4 separate regions of the Mus musculus genome follow, and all the other regions are linked to region 3. The links are chromatin contacts, called in public promoter capture Hi-C maps. All regions are on one chromosome and are shown on one strand. The core of a region is the stretch at or near the end of the contact, and the rest is flanking DNA. Distances in the headings are between cores, read along the strand shown. Region 1 holds the start of Slc22a5 (solute carrier family 22 (organic cation transporter), member 5). Region 2 holds the start of P4ha2 (procollagen-proline, 2-oxoglutarate 4-dioxygenase (proline 4-hydroxylase), alpha II polypeptide). Region 3 holds the start of 0610009B22Rik (RIKEN cDNA 0610009B22 gene). Region 4 holds the start of Irf1 (interferon regulatory factor 1).

The links. Promoter capture Hi-C pulls out the DNA fragments that hold promoters and counts their contacts.
Region 1: a promoter capture Hi-C map of liver shows a contact between it and region 3, with 4 times the contacts expected there. The contact joins the promoter of Slc22a5 here to the promoter of 0610009B22Rik in region 3. A contact is called at or near these places in 3 of 39 promoter capture datasets (liver and pre-B cells) and 1 of 115 datasets of contacts at active chromatin or transcription factors (astrocytes).
Region 2: a contact with region 3 is called in a promoter capture Hi-C map of hippocampal neurons, with 2.5 times the contacts expected there. The contact joins the promoter of P4ha2 here to the promoter of 0610009B22Rik in region 3. A contact is called at or near these places in 2 of 39 promoter capture datasets (hippocampal neurons and liver).
Region 4: a promoter capture Hi-C map of liver shows a contact between it and region 3, with 2.9 times the contacts expected there. The contact joins the promoter of Irf1 here to the promoter of 0610009B22Rik in region 3.

What each region holds. Positions count from the first base shown.
Region 1 is chr11:53,889,362-53,893,562 of GRCm38.p6, forward strand. Slc22a5 (solute carrier family 22 (organic cation transporter), member 5) reads right to left here and starts at 2,342. Exons shown (of 10, transcript NM_011396.3): 1 at 1,786-2,342. The coding sequence starts at 2,178.
Region 2 is chr11:54,099,152-54,103,375 of GRCm38.p6, forward strand. P4ha2 (procollagen-proline, 2-oxoglutarate 4-dioxygenase (proline 4-hydroxylase), alpha II polypeptide) reads left to right here and starts at 1,773. Exons shown (of 16, transcript NM_001136076.2): 1 at 1,773-1,889; 2 at 2,369-2,496.
Region 3 is chr11:51,686,106-51,690,278 of GRCm38.p6, forward strand. It overlaps 0610009B22Rik (RIKEN cDNA 0610009B22 gene), which reads right to left and starts at 2,529. Exons shown (of 2, transcript NM_025319.2): 1 at 2,443-2,529.
Region 4 is chr11:53,768,250-53,772,151 of GRCm38.p6, forward strand. It overlaps Irf1 (interferon regulatory factor 1), which reads left to right and starts at 1,765. Exons shown (of 10, transcript NM_008390.2): 1 at 1,765-2,029; 2 at 3,035-3,126. The coding sequence starts at 3,040.

The DNA of each region.
Region 1 (4,201 bases), core at 1,092-3,591, 2.2 Mb after region 3:
AAACACTGACATTAGTTATGCAGTAGGTCAAAAAGAATCTGGACTTTTGCTGATCAGCCAGCCTCTGGGGAGCTGAATAGTACTGCTTTCACCCTCAGCAGCGAGCAAGACGACAGTGAAGTAGGGGCAAATGACTAGAGAAAGCCCAGCACTCTCAAGGTCAGGGTAAAAATTAAAGACACGACAGGAAGCTGCTTCAGATTTCAACTGCCCCTTTTTTGGGCAGCCAAAGCAGATTTCAGGAATTGATGTGTCAACCCCAACAGCCTCTGCCATCACTTGCTTCCAAGCACTTATGAGTTTGGAGCTTAAGATGTAGAACAATTGACAATCCCTTCTCTGTGGACTCAGGGGTCAAAAGCACTTTACTATCTCAGTAAATACATTTTTTGTTGTTGTTTTGTTTTTCAAAATAGAGAACTTCCCTATGTAGCCCAGGCTGTCCTAGAACTCAACTCTGTAGACCAGGCTGGCCTCCAACTCCTAGAGTTCTTCCTGCCTCTGCCTCCTGAGTGCTCAGACTAAAGGAGTGTGCTCCATCACTGACCAGGCCCTTTTTTGTTAGGTAGTGATACCTGATCCTGGCACGATGTCACTTAAGTTAAAAATCCCCAATGGAGCTCAGATTTCATTCTTACTACTTATGTAGTAGGTAAGCACAGGTTTGAACACATCTAACCACAAACTCCCAAAGGAAACAGACAGTGACTCTTGTGGGGATACTCTCTGACTCTACTCTTGAAGAATGATATATACCTGAGAGCCCCTGTAAGGAGGGAAGCTCAGTCTATACCTCCAAGAGTCTTAAATGCCAAACAGGTACTCCTAGCTTCTCCCTACTGCTCCTGAAACCATTTCTTGATGTTGGATCTAGACCTAAGGGCTAACTAAACTCACCAAGAAACTATCTCCAACTGGCCAATCCCAATCCCTGATACTCAATGAACCAGTTGCTCAATAGTATCACAGAAGATTCTTCTCATATTCTGCATATTCAATACTGCTGAGCCTCCAGGAAACTACAGTTGGTGCCCAAGTCCCCAAACACATCCACATGCACCATTAAATGGCCTGCCACACCCCCAGCAGAGTGACTGAGAAATGTCAAAGTCACCCAAGAATAAAGTGCAAGGGGATGAGGAATTAGGTTTCCATCGCTTTTCAGAGTAACCTTACATGCCTTACCGAACCTCTCCAGTGATCTTGTCCCAGAATACTGTGGAAAAGACTCCATACCAACAAGTCACCCTGGATAGATCTGCAGACACATGGGTCCTTAAGAAGTAACAATCCATCGCGGGCAAATGGAAAACAGTTTCTCCTGGGGCATGGCAAGCCTTCATTTTGGGATGAGGACAGGTGAGGGAAGAAAGAATAACTCCAGAAAAGGTAGAGAGTTTGGAACACACGTTTCTTTAACTTTAAAAAGTTCTGCAAAGAGTCTTTCCTTTCTGAACAGAGGCTAAAACTGTGGCCTCTTCTCTGGAGCAAGTCTGAATCCGGCCCCTCTGAATCACATCACTACCTCGAGAAAGTCCCACCCCTCAGGGTCTCAGGGCATCTCCTAAGGGGCAGAACCTTCTGGACTCTATCTTCAATGGGACCCTATGGACGGATGGTCTGCCAGACACTTGTCCCCTGAGGGGCGTACTATGGCTAGAAGTCATCTCATAAAATGTTCCTGGGCCACCTGACTGGAGGATGCTCATCAGCCTGTGCGTTGGACGAAGGGCTACAACCGTCGCCGCGATGTCACCAGACCCTGATAGGGGGGCTGTCACCTACCTCTGTCACGATGGTGGACAGGAAGACGTCCTTGTCGTACTCCCAGCCATCCAGGCAGCTCTCCTGCTCCAGCTGCTCCAGGTCCACGTCCCGCCCCGGCTCCAGCCCTAGCTCAGAGAAGTTGGCGATGGTGGCCAGTCGGTAGCGGCGGCATTTCTGAGGCACCTGTCGTCCGTCCTTCGTCTCCAACGGGATACTGTGGTTGCGCCACGCGCTGCTCAGGTTCACGGTGTGAGGCACAAGGCAACGGTGCTCCGGGGTCCCCGCCAGGAACACGATGGACATACCATTGAAGCCATTGGGGATGATGCTGGCGCTGAGCAGGAAGAAGATGAGGCGCTGGAAGGGCCCCCACTCGCCTAGGAAGGCGGTCACCTCGTCGTAGTCCCGCATGCCGTCCTCAGCCTCCCACAGCGCCCGTATGGGAATAAGGGGACACCGTGGCGCGGGAGACGGGGCGCTGAGAGCCTCTGCGTGCAAGGCTCGTGAGTTCCCACCGACGCCTCCGACTCGGCCACCGCCAACTTTACATAGGGCCTGAGGGCGGGGCGGGCTCTGGGCATGGGCCTGGGCCGCAAGGCCCGCCCCGCCGTCCCGGCTCTGAGGCGCGGCGCGGCGCGGCACGGCGGGGGCGGGGCAGGGGCCTGAGTGACGCACAGTGGGCGCCGGCCATCGGCCGCGCGTGCGCCTGAGGCGGAGCCGAGCTAGGACTCAGAACTAGCTGGGCGGTACAGAAGGCGGGGCTGAACCGGGCTTCAGAACTGTCAGCGAGGGAGGGGTGTGGCTTCATTCGACCACGCCTCCATAGTCTCTACGGGGCCCGGGTTGGGTGAACACTTCTAGTTCCGCCCAGACTGGAAGACTGAGGCGGGGCGTCTGTGAGCCACGCCCCTAACAGGTCCGCTCTAGGGGGCGGAATTGGGTCTTTTCAGGACACTTCCTGGAGCAGGTTCCCAGGGTGCCCTTCTCTTGAGGGAAAGGGTGACTTTGAAAAGTTTGTGTCCAAGGCCATCCTGGGAAGACCATTCTGGGTGTTCAATGGAAAGAGGCTTAGAATTTAAGCAGTAAACAGCCCACCTTCTCAAATTTTTGTTGTGGTTGAGAGATATTGTGAACCTCGGAGAGTCTCATTGACAACGACAGCCTTTGTTGCAGTTTTTCCTGGAAAGACTGCCATCTTTTGTGGCTGCGGAGATAGCTCAGCTAGGACTCTCTTTAAGAGTCCAGATTGCTCCTCCAGAGGACCTTGGCTTGCTTCCTAAAAGGCATAGGGCAGCTCACAGGCCCAGTAGGCATGCACTCGGCACATTAGACAAAACAGACTTGCAGGCAAAACACTCATACACATAAAATAAAATAATAGTTATATATATTTACATATAATATATACATATATTAAAAAGGGGTGGATTTTGAGACTGGTGATGAGAAAGGTGGCAATGAATTTTAATTCCCAGACTATTATGTTCTTAAATTATTTTGTTGTCTTTTGATTTAAGAAATAGTAAAATTTTGACTTCAAGATTAAGGATCTTAGTGTAGGATTAATCTCTCAGATTTGTAATTTTTACAATTAATGCAGGAGCCAACTTGTTAAAAAACCAAAACAAAAACTTACCAGAGTTTGTGGCAAAGGACCTTAATCAAGTCTGGTCTTTATAGCCAGTTCCAGGTTCTCAAATAAACAACAACAACAAACTTTACCATGAAACCCATTATTTTGTCCTAGTAATATATTCTAAAAACCAACAACACCCAAAAACAAAACAAAAAACAAAAAACCGACCAGCAACTGTATGATTCTGAAGCAACACTGTCTAATAAAATAAGAAGTTACCCTTATAATTTTATCTATATTTATTTTTTTGAGATGAGTTTTGCTATATTGCCCTGGCTTGCTCAGTAGCTTTGACCTCAACTGACCAACCGTGCTCCTCAGCATTGCGGTGGAACAGGCAAACATTGTAACTACAATTGCTTTAGTAGCTGTTAGTAACTTTTCTGGTTACAGAGACAAAGCAACTTAAGCGGAAAGGGTTTGTTCGGCTCAGTAGTCAGAGGGTGGAGTCAGTCACTCCCGGAAGGCTGGGTGGCAGGAGTCTGCTTGTCACAGTCGCCTCATTCAGGAAGCCAGGAGAGAGAAATGCTGGCGCTCAGCTTGCTTTCTCTCCTCTTACTTAGTCCTGAACCAAAGGCCATGGAACAGATGCTGCCACTCTGAGGGTCACTCTTCCCACTCCAGCTAACGAGATCTAGAAGCTTCCTCACAGACACCTAGAGGTTTCTCTCTTAGGTGATTCTAGACCCTGTCAAGTTGACAACAATAATTGTCACAGCCATATTAATAAAATGTCCAGATCTAGTAAATAAAAATTTTACGTGGTCAGATTCAAGTTTTGCATAAAGAACTAACAAT
Region 2 (4,224 bases), core at 523-3,022, 2.4 Mb after region 3:
AGGGAAAGGCTGGCTAGTAACAGGTCCAAATTGGGACAGATCTCAAGGGGAGGCTGACACTATTACTGATGCTATGTTGTACTTATAGACAGGAGCCTAGCATGGCTATCCTCTGAGAGGCCCAACAAACAGCTGACTAAGAAGCAGATACACCCAACCAATGGTCTGAAGTTTGGGACCCCTGTGGTTTAATTAGGGAAAGGCTGGAAGAAGTTGAGGAGGAGGGCAACCCCATAGGAAGACCAGCAGTCTCAACAAACCTGGTCTCCTGAGATCTCACAGGCACTATCCAGTCAGCACAGACTAGCGGGTCTGAGGCCCCTGACACATATTCAGCAGAGCCTGGTCTGGCCTTAGTAGACACACCTAACTCTTGAGGAGACTTGAGGCCCCAGGGAATGGGAGGCCTGGTGGAGTGTGGGGTTGTGTGGGGGTGTGGGGACATCCTCTTGGAGACAGGGGACAAGAAATGGGATGAGGAACTGTTGGCGGTGAGAATGGATGGGGGATAACAACTGGACTGTAAAAAAAAAAAAGATTAAAGATAATTTAAAAAAAAATAAAAAAGAGCATACACCATGTAAGGGTGATTTAACAACGGTAAAGCAATAAACATAATACAGTAACTGTTGGGGGCTGTTGTGGAGCTAGAAGGTCTGAGAGATAGGCCAAGAAGATGGACTTTGCTTGCTTGGTTGGCCAAGGAGAGATGCACAGTGGGTGGTAGAGTGGGGTGAGGGTTATGTTTCCATAGCCATGGATTGAAGGTATTTATAGGCCAATGGGAAAGATCCTGTGGAGAGGGGGAGGAGGAGGAGGAGGAGGAGGAGGAGGAGGAGGAGGAGGAGGAGGAGGAGGAGGAGGACCACTCCGGACAGAGAAGTGGGCGGGCATGGGGAGGATCTGAGGATCTGGGCAAACTGTACTTTCTGTGGCATAGCAGATGCAGAAAGGTTTGTGCATGGTTTCAACTGGGCTCTTGGCTGGTAGCTGCCACAGACACGGACAAGTGGCCAGGTAGTATTTTCTGAGTTGTTTCTGTGTGTCTGTCTTTCCTAGTCTGGGCCGTCTGCCTGGTCCATGCCATTATAGGGAAATCCACACCAAACTCCAGGCACAGTCCCACAGGCCGGGCATCTCCGTTCTGGGCTCTGCTCCCTGATGAGATTCTCAGACTGCTTCCCCTCATTCATGGAGAAGCAAGCTTACAGGGCAGGCGTGGGAACCTGCTCAGCTGCCAGAGCATCCTTCAGTTCAGATCGAGGTCGGTTGCTTCCCTGTCTTCTTGACTGTGTGTGTCTCAGACAGAGCTGGTTGAGGTGTCCAATCTCATTGGCCTGTGTTATAAGCCATAGGTTGGCCCTAGGATGAGATGCTCCAGGCTACGCCAACTTCTCACATTTACAGAAGAGCCGAAGCCTGGCTAGCCTGAGCCCCTCAGAGAAGCAGTTAGGCTTTGGAGATGGGTCATCTGGAGAGATGAGGTGCGCTGACATCTCAGACCCTTGTCTTTTCCCTCCCTCCACTCCCCTCCCAGGATACTCAATTCCCGATCTTAGTGACGCCAGCCTCCTGCAATTTGCCGGTGGTAATGGATGTGGGGGTGGTGGGACCACAGAGGGCTGGAGCAGGCTGGGATGGGGGCGCCGCCCCTGGTGCCGGTCCCACGCGGCGCAAGGAGGTGTGCATCGCATACGTGCAGCGCGTGGCGGCTCGGGCCTTCCCGAAGGCTCCAGTGGCTCGGAGCCAGGCCCGGGCGGGCCCGGGGGGCGGGAGGTGGGGACGTGGCGGAGGCTCAAGCGGGCGGAGACTGTGACGAGGGCGGAGCCGAGAGCGCCGGGGCGACGCCGCGGGAGGTTCTGGAAACGCCGGCTTCTGCGCGTGTTCAGGTGAGCGCGGGTCCGCAGGGTCGTCGCCGGGCTGGGCTCGGGTCCCGGTGGCCGGGCGGTGCGTTCTGCTCTGCGCGGAGCCGGGAGCTGGATCCGGGGTCCCTCAGCCCCGTGCCCCGCGTCCGGCGCCCTGATTCTGCACCCGCCTGGGTTCCTGTCCCGCCCGCGTCCCTTCCCAGGGTTAGGGCGGTGAGGTCAGCGGTGCCCTTCCTGCCGGTACTGTTAGGCCGGGCCGGACAGGACACTTGGCGGGCTCCCGGGAAGGGGCGACCTGACCCCGGGGTCGCCCCCCGATCTAAGGCGGAGGCGCCCGCCTGGCCCCGAAGGCGGCGCTGCTTAGGATGAGGAAGACCCCTGGCTCCCAACCCTGGCAAGGACCAGCTTGGTCGCTGCCAGTTTTATGGGCTCTTAAATCAGAAACTCTCCTCCTATCTGTCAGAAGACATCCTTGTCGAACCTCTGATGTTTTCCCTGAGCAGTTTCAGAGACCGGTGGCGATTGGCTGACTGATTCAACAAATAGAGCATTCTCTGTGCCTGGAGACTTTCAAGGACTGAGGCAGGCAGAAGGGAAGACTCAGAAAGTTCAGGTCCAGAGCATCAGCAAGGTAAGTACTGAGTTAGTGTGGAGTTTGGGCTGTGTGGACTTGGTAGATGTCTGGATGCTTCCGGGCAGGAGACATGGGCTGGGGTGGGAGGCTCCGGTAAACTGGATTGGTCACTTAGGAACCTGGACTGAGGAATCACCCTGAGTGGCCGCAAGCTTGGGCCAGTATCACGTCTGTGGTACAGTAGTGGAATCAAGGTAACGGAAAAGGGCCGCTTTAGGGAATAGCTGTCCAAGGGCCCCACCCACAAGCAGTGAGAGATCTGCATGAGGAAAGTCCACTGAGCCCTTGCAAGGTGAGCATGGGTCTGGGTACTTCTGTCGCAGGATTTTACTGGGAAGTACAGGTGGGTCTTCCTGTCATCTGTATTCTAATGTGTCATTTACTATGCTGAAGGAGATCATTGAATTGCCCCCTACAGCAACTCTGCTGTGCTCTCAACGCGCTAAGGAGTCTCAGTACAAGAGAATCATTGGGGAAAGGCCTCCAGCCAACTCACTCCATCCTTGCGACGTGGCTTCCCTGACTGGGCCACACAGTGGATCCTTACCCTGAAGAATGACACTTTAAGGATTTTGCTTCTTAATGCAGGCCATCTCGTTACTGACACCTTATCCCTCCTGATGGAAGAGCTTCCTGGAACTAAGAGCAGGGTCCCAGTGCACCACTTTGTAGCTTCTGACATCCTCAAACGTTCTCAGCTTTGCAGAGGTCTATTGTCTAGCTCAAAATTTATAGGGTGATTTTGCAAGTTGTTGCTTGTTCTGAATTTATATCACATCCAAGTCAGCCCATGGTTGAGTGCCCTGTTAAATTGACCAGGCTTTCCTCTGGCGTGTATCTCCACTGCCTCTGAAGTGTCCAGGGTGTAGTCTCTCGATATGGTTCTGTGTGTGCCTCAAGGCCAGCCTCTCGGCTCCTCTCCATGTACAGAATGTTTGACCTTGGGATTCTTTTCTTCTTGGGCCTTCTTGTCCTCACACGAGCTTGTCCACTGTGTGGCCCAGCCAGTGAAGCCACATTGCTTGATGGAGTGAGTTGGCTGGAGGCCCTAGCCTGAAGATTCTGTCATATTGATCCTCCTTATTACCGTCAGAGCTCAGCAGGCAGATATGGTGACAACTCAACTGAAGCATTGTGTGTGACCTTTGGGAGTCCCTCCACATTGTCACAGGCTCTGCAGAGAGACTTACTTATCTATAGATTGGACTGCGTACAATGGACTGTGGGTTGTTCCTTGAATTGCATGTGCTTCATATCTGACTAGACTGGGCCTGGGGCTTGAATGAGGGAGAAGACAGGCGGTGGGGGAGGAGCTCTTTTTGCCCACAGGCAGCTCATAATCTCTCTGAGATCGCTGTTTAGCCCTGGCAGCTGCCTAGAGCCTAGGGAGGAGCCCTAGTGTGGGTGCTCATCAGAGGGAGACTGAGGCCCTGCAGCTCTGGGGACTGCGTGGAGTGAGGGAATTGAGGGCTTCCTTGTCTGCTGAGAAAGCTTCCATTTTTGACTGCATTCTCCCACATCCTTGGGAGGGTTTGAGGCTGGACCGAAGGCCTTGGCTGACTTAGGGCCACGTTGGCCGATAGTGTGCAGAGGCCTGGGGGGTGTGTCCCTGGCTTCTGGGATCTGTCAAGAGCTTAATTTTATGCAGATGGAGGTTGACAGCAAATGCTGCAATGCAGGCACGGGAAAGACCAGCAGAGTCCTGGAAAGAGGCTTCAACTTTGA
Region 3 (4,173 bases), core at 1,279-3,778:
CCAGCAAATGAACCCCAAGTCAGTTCATGAAATTCTTATTTTTGAGACAGGGTCTCACTCTGTAGCCCAGGTTAGCCTTGAAACCCAATCCTTTCTACCTTAGTCTCATAACTGCTGGTATTACAGGCATTAGCCACCACACCTAGCTATATTTATTAACATTTTACCCCTCCCCACTGATTTAAAATGATAGAGCTACCATACACTAAATTTGCATTCATATTTCCCACATCTTTGGGTTTTTTTTTTGGTCCTATTTATGAAATAAAGGGAAAGCTGCTTAGCATCTGGATAATTTCGATAGGTTCAGAAAATGAACCTGGCAAAAACCTACCATCTTTCCATTGATTGAAAAAAAATAATACAAAAAGAGGGAATCCCCCCTCCACACACACACACACACAGGGTTTGAGAGGGAATTTCTTAAACTGAAAAAAAAAAAAAAAAAAGGACATCACCATCAACAAATCCAAAATACTTTTTACAGTTACTGTCAAAGACTACCAGGGCAGTGGTAGCTTACACCCGATCCCAGCACTGGGAGAGACTGGGGCAGGAAGACTCTCAGGGATTTGCGGCCACCACCTGGGCTACATAGTGAGTTTCAGCCAGCCTGGGCTAAAGTCTGAGATGCTGTCTTTAAAAACAAAACAACAACATCCTACAAACTAAAAGCTTTTTTCTTAAAACCAGAAACAAGGAAAGATCACAACTCCATCCTTTGGCTAAAGTTTAGGAATGCAGAAAGTATACCTCCCTTCTACCACTTCTATTGAGTACTTTACTGGAGATAGCAGGCAGGGAAACAAAGTTAATGGGAAGAATTAAAAAAAAAAAATCACTACATTGGGGGGTGGGGACAGCCCCAGCACCAGGGAGGCAGAGGCAGGCAAGTTCCTGTGCGTTCAAGGCCAGTCTGGTCTACAGATCTAGTTCCAGGACAGCCAGGGATACACAGAAAAACTGTTTCAAAAGCTAAACCAAAACAAAGAAATAAAAAGCATTTGGACTATGAAGTCCAAACTATTTGAAGATGATATAATCTTATACATAAAATGTCCTATGGAACCATGTAAGGGCAGACTTAGCAAGGCAACAGGAAACAAGATCAATAGAGAAACAAATGGGTTTCTATAGACCAGCAGCTAGTTCCAGAGTGATAAAAAAAAAAAAAAAAAAAACAAAAACCAAAAACCAAAAAACCCAGGATAAGGGACTATCGTTTAAGAGACACGTCATAAAATAAAAACTATAGCTTTAGGAATTTAATCAAGGCTTTCAGTGGAGGTCTTGGTGGTTAAGATCATTGGTTGCTCTTTCAGAGGACCTAAGTTTCCACTAAAAATTTCCGAAGAATTAAAGAATCTCACCTATTCTTGAAAACAAGTAAATAATGGCTGCTGGTTCAGGGGACTCGTTTTTCCTCATTGGTGTATCCACCATTAAATTGTGTATGCTCCATAAATAAACCCCTACCCATAAATACCCAAGTTAAACTCAGTGGGTACACACGCATGCTCAGTCCAGAACTCAGTAGGCAGAGGCTAGAGGATCTGTGAGTTCAAAGCTAGCTTGTTCTGCAAAGCAAGTTCCAGGACAGTCAGGGCTACAGAAAGAGACTCTGTCACAAGAAGAAAGAAGACAGGAGGAGGAGGAGGAGATGATCAACTTCACAAAGTTGTCCTCTCTTACACATGTACCATATAGCAAGCAGGCACTCCCATGATGTGTCACATACATCCACAATAATAATAATTTTAAAAAATGTATAGATATGAAAATAGAAGGGAAAGGGGGTTCAGTGGGTGTGGGATGAGAGGGTGACAAGGGCTGAAAACCACATTAAAACACATGGATGAACCTGCCAAAGGATAACTAAAGATACTAGGATGGACTGTCATCCTTGCTTTGGGGCTATTAAAGATGGCGATACATCTATTTACCCACAGATTCATTTACAACACGATGACAGAGTCCATTAAATAAACCCGTACATTTTGCTATTTTATTTTGTTATTAACCTTTTTTAAAAAATAAAATAAAAGGTCTTATGAAGCCCAGACTGGCCTACAAGTATCAGAAAATGGCTTGAATTCCTTACCCTAGCTCCCCCTTTCCAGTGCTGCGATTATCTTACACTGCCCCTCTTTAACTGTTTATTTCTGGTGCTGGGGACCAAATCCCAAACCTCCAGGTGCTAGGCAAGGGCTCTGCCCCTGAGCCACAAATCCCAAGGAAAACTCAAAGTACGCACCCACGAAAGTGACTGAACTGTATGTGCCCAGCCTCCCTGGACGGCCCCCACTTTCCCAGTCTCTAGCTCCCGACTTTTTGCTTTGGGCAGGGTCTTGCTGTCCTACAGCACTTGAGGCAATCCCTCCGGGCTCCTGAGCGCTGGGATCACAGGCGAGTGCGGGATTTTGACAACTATAAATACCTCACCTAAGCCGACTTCCCTCTAGTTCAGGGGCAGACAAGCTCAAAGAGGAAAGCAGGTCAGCCGGCCATCACACACACTCAACGTCCACCCCGCGGGGTAGCTCCGCCCACCGACTAGCCGAGACTGCTCACTGCGCATGCGTACATGTTCCCGCCTCTCCGGGAAGGACTGAGCGGCCTGCGCCGGCTGCCGACCTGACGCAAGTGACGGAAGACTGAGCATGCTCAGTAACGCGCTAAGCCCGTCCCCAGCCCCGGTCCGGCCGCCATCTTGGATCAGGGCAGCTCAGTCGACCGGGCATGCGCACATGCGTCTCTGAGCAAGGCTGCGCTAAGGGTTTTGTCCGCCATCTTGGGTCAAGGCCTCATGGGACGTCGGGGTCCCCGCGGGCCTCCTCTGGCTCTTAGAGCAATCCTTGCCTTCACCGCACGCGTACTTGCTTATGTTGTCACTGACGTTCGCCTGGAGGTGTAGAGACCGGAAGCCTGGCGGGAGATGTGGACCAGACTGCCAAGTGAGGCGGAGCTTTTAACTACAAGAATGCCAGAAAGCAAAATGGAGGTTGCAGCACCGGGCGCTTGTGTCCAGACGGTGCTGGCCGTATGCGTGGGCGGAAATGCGTAATGGGAGGGTGGTTTAGGGCGCAAATCACTGGTGTTAGGTGCTGTTAATCATCAAGGACTCTGCTCTTTCAAGTGTATGTCTGCATTGTTCACAGGTTTTCCTTATGTGTTTATTATAGTGAGACTTATCTAGCGTTGGCGTCCTGAATTCCTTCTTCCCTTAAACAGACATTTCGAAGCTACTTTGGCTAAAAATCATTGACTTCTCTCTGGGGCCACAGAGTGACTAAAGATAAAGTTTGGCATTTCTGTTTTCGTTTTGTGTTTGCTAGAAACATAAACAAAGCGAAGTAGCTCTACAAGGCACGTTCTATTTGTAAAAAAGGTGTTTCAGGATCAAAATCATGGTGTCTTTTCCCCAGTGGCTGGGGTCCGACCTTCATGCTTGGCTAGTTCTGAAAGAATAAGCTTAGAGGAATGGAGTTAAAGGTCTGTATTCCAGGCAGCAGGGAATTCAGGAGGGAGAAAGGATGCATGAGGTTTATAAACAAAACTTTACTAGGTGGAGAAGATGTTTGTTTGTTTGTTTGTTTGTTTGAGTGAAGCAGCTTTCTTTTATTGGCGGTAGTGAAGAAAATTTTTGGAATATTGGCCAATGGCAGACTACCTACCTACCTTTGATAGATAAATAACAAAACTGATTTCTTACATCTCCTTTGCTTTGGTCAGGTACCTGCCCACTTCTACATAAGCAGCATGTTTATCCATCCATTTCATCTCCCTTCAAAATTGAAGGCACAAAAAAGTCATTGTCCTAAACCTCTGGTCATCTTGATAGGAATGGGAGTTAGGGAGGAAGGGAATAAAAGTGTCTGCTACAAGAAGTCTCCAGTTATCATTTGAGCCGTAGAAATATGAACATGTTTGTTTTGTGTAGCAGCTCACAAATTTCCATTACTGAGGCTGACTGCTTTCCTGACTTCCAATTAAGGAAACTAAGTCAGTGTGTGCATATTTATGTGTTAGAACACTTTTTGGCTTTGTATACATGTGTAGAGGCCAGAAGTTAAAGTCGTGTGTCAACCTTATCACTCTTTGCTTTGCTTTTTGAGACAGTCTCCTGAGTAGCCTTGACTGGCTTTAAACTTATGCCTAGCTTGAGGATCTTAC
Region 4 (3,902 bases), core at 515-3,014, 2.1 Mb after region 3:
CTAAGCAGAAGACTGTTAGTGTGTGTGTAGAGACTTTGCTCACAGTGTTGTCTCTATTGGGAAAAGGTGGAAATAACCTAAATGTCCTACAACAGGGTATTTATCTATCGGGTAAATTTTTATTTATCCTTATGACAGAAAACAGGTACCCATCACTAACAAGGCTGCATATGGACATTCCAGGACACAGGCTGACTTTCATTATGTATACCCACACAGTTATTTTGATGTAATTTGTAGTCTCTGGTTGCTTTCAGTAGGGTCTCTGTGGGCTTCAAGAGTTACAAAGTTTCTCTCCCTAATCTCATTTTGAATTTTCCATTGGCTGGTCAGAGTGTCTCCACAGAGCAAGTATACATCTGTTGCACAGAGAGCAGGTGTCAGATTCAGAGTCATGTGATCAGAAGGCCCTGGTCTCTAGTGATTCTCTTAATTTGCGACTTCAAATACCTCCGTATTTATTCTAGAGTCTCAATTCCTCCTTCCAAATCCTCCTGCCACCTTGAATCTCCTAGCTCGTCTATGAGGCAGTGACGTTACAGGTACAATCGTCCATTGATGTGTGTATTACAGCTTGCAACATTCAAACTGGGTGCTGTCCTAGACGGACAGCTAGGGTGAGGAAGGTGACACAAGAGAATGACACGGTAGAGGACTGATGTACTTGTGAGTCAGAAGCTGCGAGGAAGCGAATGAAGAAGCCTGAGGGGCCAGAGTTCGGAGATGGAACATGTATACACTAGCCCAGCCGCTAAGAGAAAGAACAAACTGGCAAGGTTTACTCGTGAACACCAGTTAACCCGCTGCCCTTGCCATCCCCTTGGGACCTGGGTCCCCCCTTAGCCACAATTTCCCTATGCTGCCCAGAACTTCTCCAGAGCCAGGCTTTGGGGACTCAGAAATGACTTCAAGACTATCAGAGAGGAACTCTCTCCCTAGGGCTACGTCGAGGATGGAGAGCTGAAGTAGGTGTCATAGAAGGAACCACGGCCACTTCGGAATTTTATCCACTTCTTTGGTGTTAGGTAGTCCCAAGGAATAAGGGTCGCCTTGGTCACCGCTAGCTAGAACCTCGTGTGGCACAGGAAAGCACACCCGCATCTTGTGCCCATGTAAGCAAACACATCATCTCTCCCCATAAGGACAAGGTGTTCCCCCATCACTTCAGACTAGCAAGTGAGCTATTGACATTTTATGGTTACGGAGTCCTTGAGTCCTTCAACGGCTGGCCCTGCAGAGTCCAGGCTGGGAGTTCCTACTGCCCCGTATTTCCAAGTTAGGCCTTCTGCCTCAATTTCCCAGAGCAGCCAAGTGGCAAGTAAGGCGGTACAGGGACATAATCTCTCCCTTCTTGACACTTCATTACCAGACTGATTTTGAGGGTGATTTAGTCCCGGGGACCCTTCTGGAGAGGGAATCAGGTGTTCTAGAGACATAGGGAGTTAGGTGTCTCCCGTGGAGAAGGGGAAGACCATCATAGGAGCCAGCAGGCTGGGAGTCTGCAGAAAGAGGGGGACGGTCTCGGCTTTCCAAGACAGGCAAGGGGGCAGGGGAGTGGAGTGGAGCAAGGGGCGGGCCCGCGGTAGCCCCGGGGCGGTGGCGCGGGCCCGAGGGGGTGGGGAGCACAGCTGCCTTGTACTTCCCCTTCGCCGCTTAGCTCTACAACAGCCTGATTTCCCCGAAATGATGAGGCCGAGTGGGCCAATGGGCGCGCAGGAGCGGCGCGGCGGGGGCGTGGCCGAGTCCGGGCCGGGGAATCCCGCTAAGTGTTTAGATTTCTTCGCGGCGCCGCGGACTCGCCAGTGCGCACCACTCCTTCGTCGAGGTAGGACGTGCTTTCACAGTCTAAGCCGAACCGAACCGAACCGAACCGAACCGAACCGGGCCGAGTTGCGCCGAGGTCAGCCGAGGTGGCCAGAGGGACCCCAGCATCTCGGGCATCTTTCGCTTCGTGCGCGCATCGCGTACCTACACCGCAACTCCGTGCCTCGCTCTCCGGCACCCTCTGCGAATCGCTCCTGCAGCAAAGGTGAGCTCGCCGGAGCTGCGCGGGCACCGACGGGTGCCGTGGAACAAAAGGCGCACGGGACACCAGGAAGTGGGGGCCAGAGACACCCTGGGTCGCGGTGGCGCGCTGGCTCGGGAGGGCGCTGCAAGCGGGCGGGAGGCGGGCCGCGGCGTGCACCGCCCTCTGGCCGCGCTCGGCGGTCTGCGTGCGCGGAGCCGCTGCGGGGCCTCTTGGTAGCCCAGAGTGGCCGTCGCGCGCACCCGCGAGCAGCGCCGGGGGACTCGGATGTCCGCCTGCGCGCACTTTTGGCGGTCGCAGCTTGGCTCCCAGCTCTTGCTTTCGGACGCGCAGTGTTCGGTGCAGAGGTTGGCTCGCTGCCTTGACTGGCTGGACCGGGTCGTGAACTACTGGGCTTTCGGGAGGAGGTGCCACAGGTGTTGCTTGCGCCACTTCTCTTAACAGCAGGGGAAACCAGGCCGGAAGGGGTTGCGCCCCAGCCTGTATGTTGTGGGCACTGGCTGTCAAGAGGGGACATAGACTGGATTGGAGTGGGTGGGTAGAAGTGCCCGAGATGGAGGTTGACTTGCTTGCTTGCACAGCCTGGAAGGTGCAGGGCTGGGGGTGACAAGCAAAAGTAGTCCCTTCCTTCTTCCAAAGATTGAATTTTGAGAGAAAAGTTCTGTCATTGAGATGTCTGTCTTTTGGCTTTTTTTTTTTTTTTGCACATATATCCTGCAACCATCCATCCATCCAGACTTGCTTGGTTGTTTATTCCTGAGACTGACTGGGAGAGACTGAAAAGAATGGGCAGGTGGCTTTGCCCATGATGCTGGAGAGTTTCATTCTACTTCAGGGTCCCTAATCTATGACCTGGGTACCTGGCTGATGGCAGGAGAGTGGGGGAGGGTAATGACCTGGGTGTGAGGACAGGAGAAGGTAATTGAGCGAGCGGCCTTGGGTGGAGCAGGGCAGTGCCCAGGGTTGTTTAACAGACTCCAAACACAGGCCTCTGTCTTTTCCCTCCAGCCACCATGCCAATCACTCGAATGCGGATGAGACCCTGGCTAGAGATGCAGATTAATTCCAACCAAATCCCAGGGCTGATCTGGATCAATAAAGTGAGTGTTATCCTGCGTATTCCTGCCACTGTTTAATGCATGTTCTCTTGGGGCGCCAAATTTCATGAGTGAACGTTAAGAGAGCAGGAAAATGTATTTCCCAGTGGGTGCTGCATGCCAGAACGTGCAAGGTCTGACTTCTGCCTCCTGCTTCTTCCTTCCTGAAGCTGTGGCCAGCTCACCCTCCTAGTGGTACAGTCCTCAGCACCAAAACTTCTCAGCTTCTGCAGAGCCTGGGTTCCTCTCTCTTCCAAGAGAAACACTGTATACATAAGTCTTACATGGCTCCAGTTGGATAGACAAGACAGACAGAAAAGCAGTCGATAGTGGTTAGGAACGGGACTAGTTACGTAGGAGACCCAAGAAGCCACAGCTGGCATGCATGGCAGTATAGCAGCAGCAGTAGCATTGGTGATAATTAATATGTGCTTGGCACCTTTTTTGATATGTTACCAAATTGTGCATTTTAACCGGCATAGTAATCCTGTGAGATGGGTCTCGCGTAAGGAAACTGAGGCACTTTAAGGTAGATTACAAAGTCATGTAAAAAGTGTGAAACCCAAGACCAACTTGAACCAACTTGATTGAAATAGTATACAGTTAACCAGCAGTAACAAGAGTGGTGGTGGTAAGAGCCTCCTGGATCTTGGGGCTGGTGAGCTTGCTCAGCAGGTAAAGGCACCACCTTCCAGTGAGCCTGAAGGCCTAACTTTGATCCCTAGAGTCCTCTCATGGTAGGAGGTTGGCCTCTGACCTGTACATAAGTGCCCTGGCTT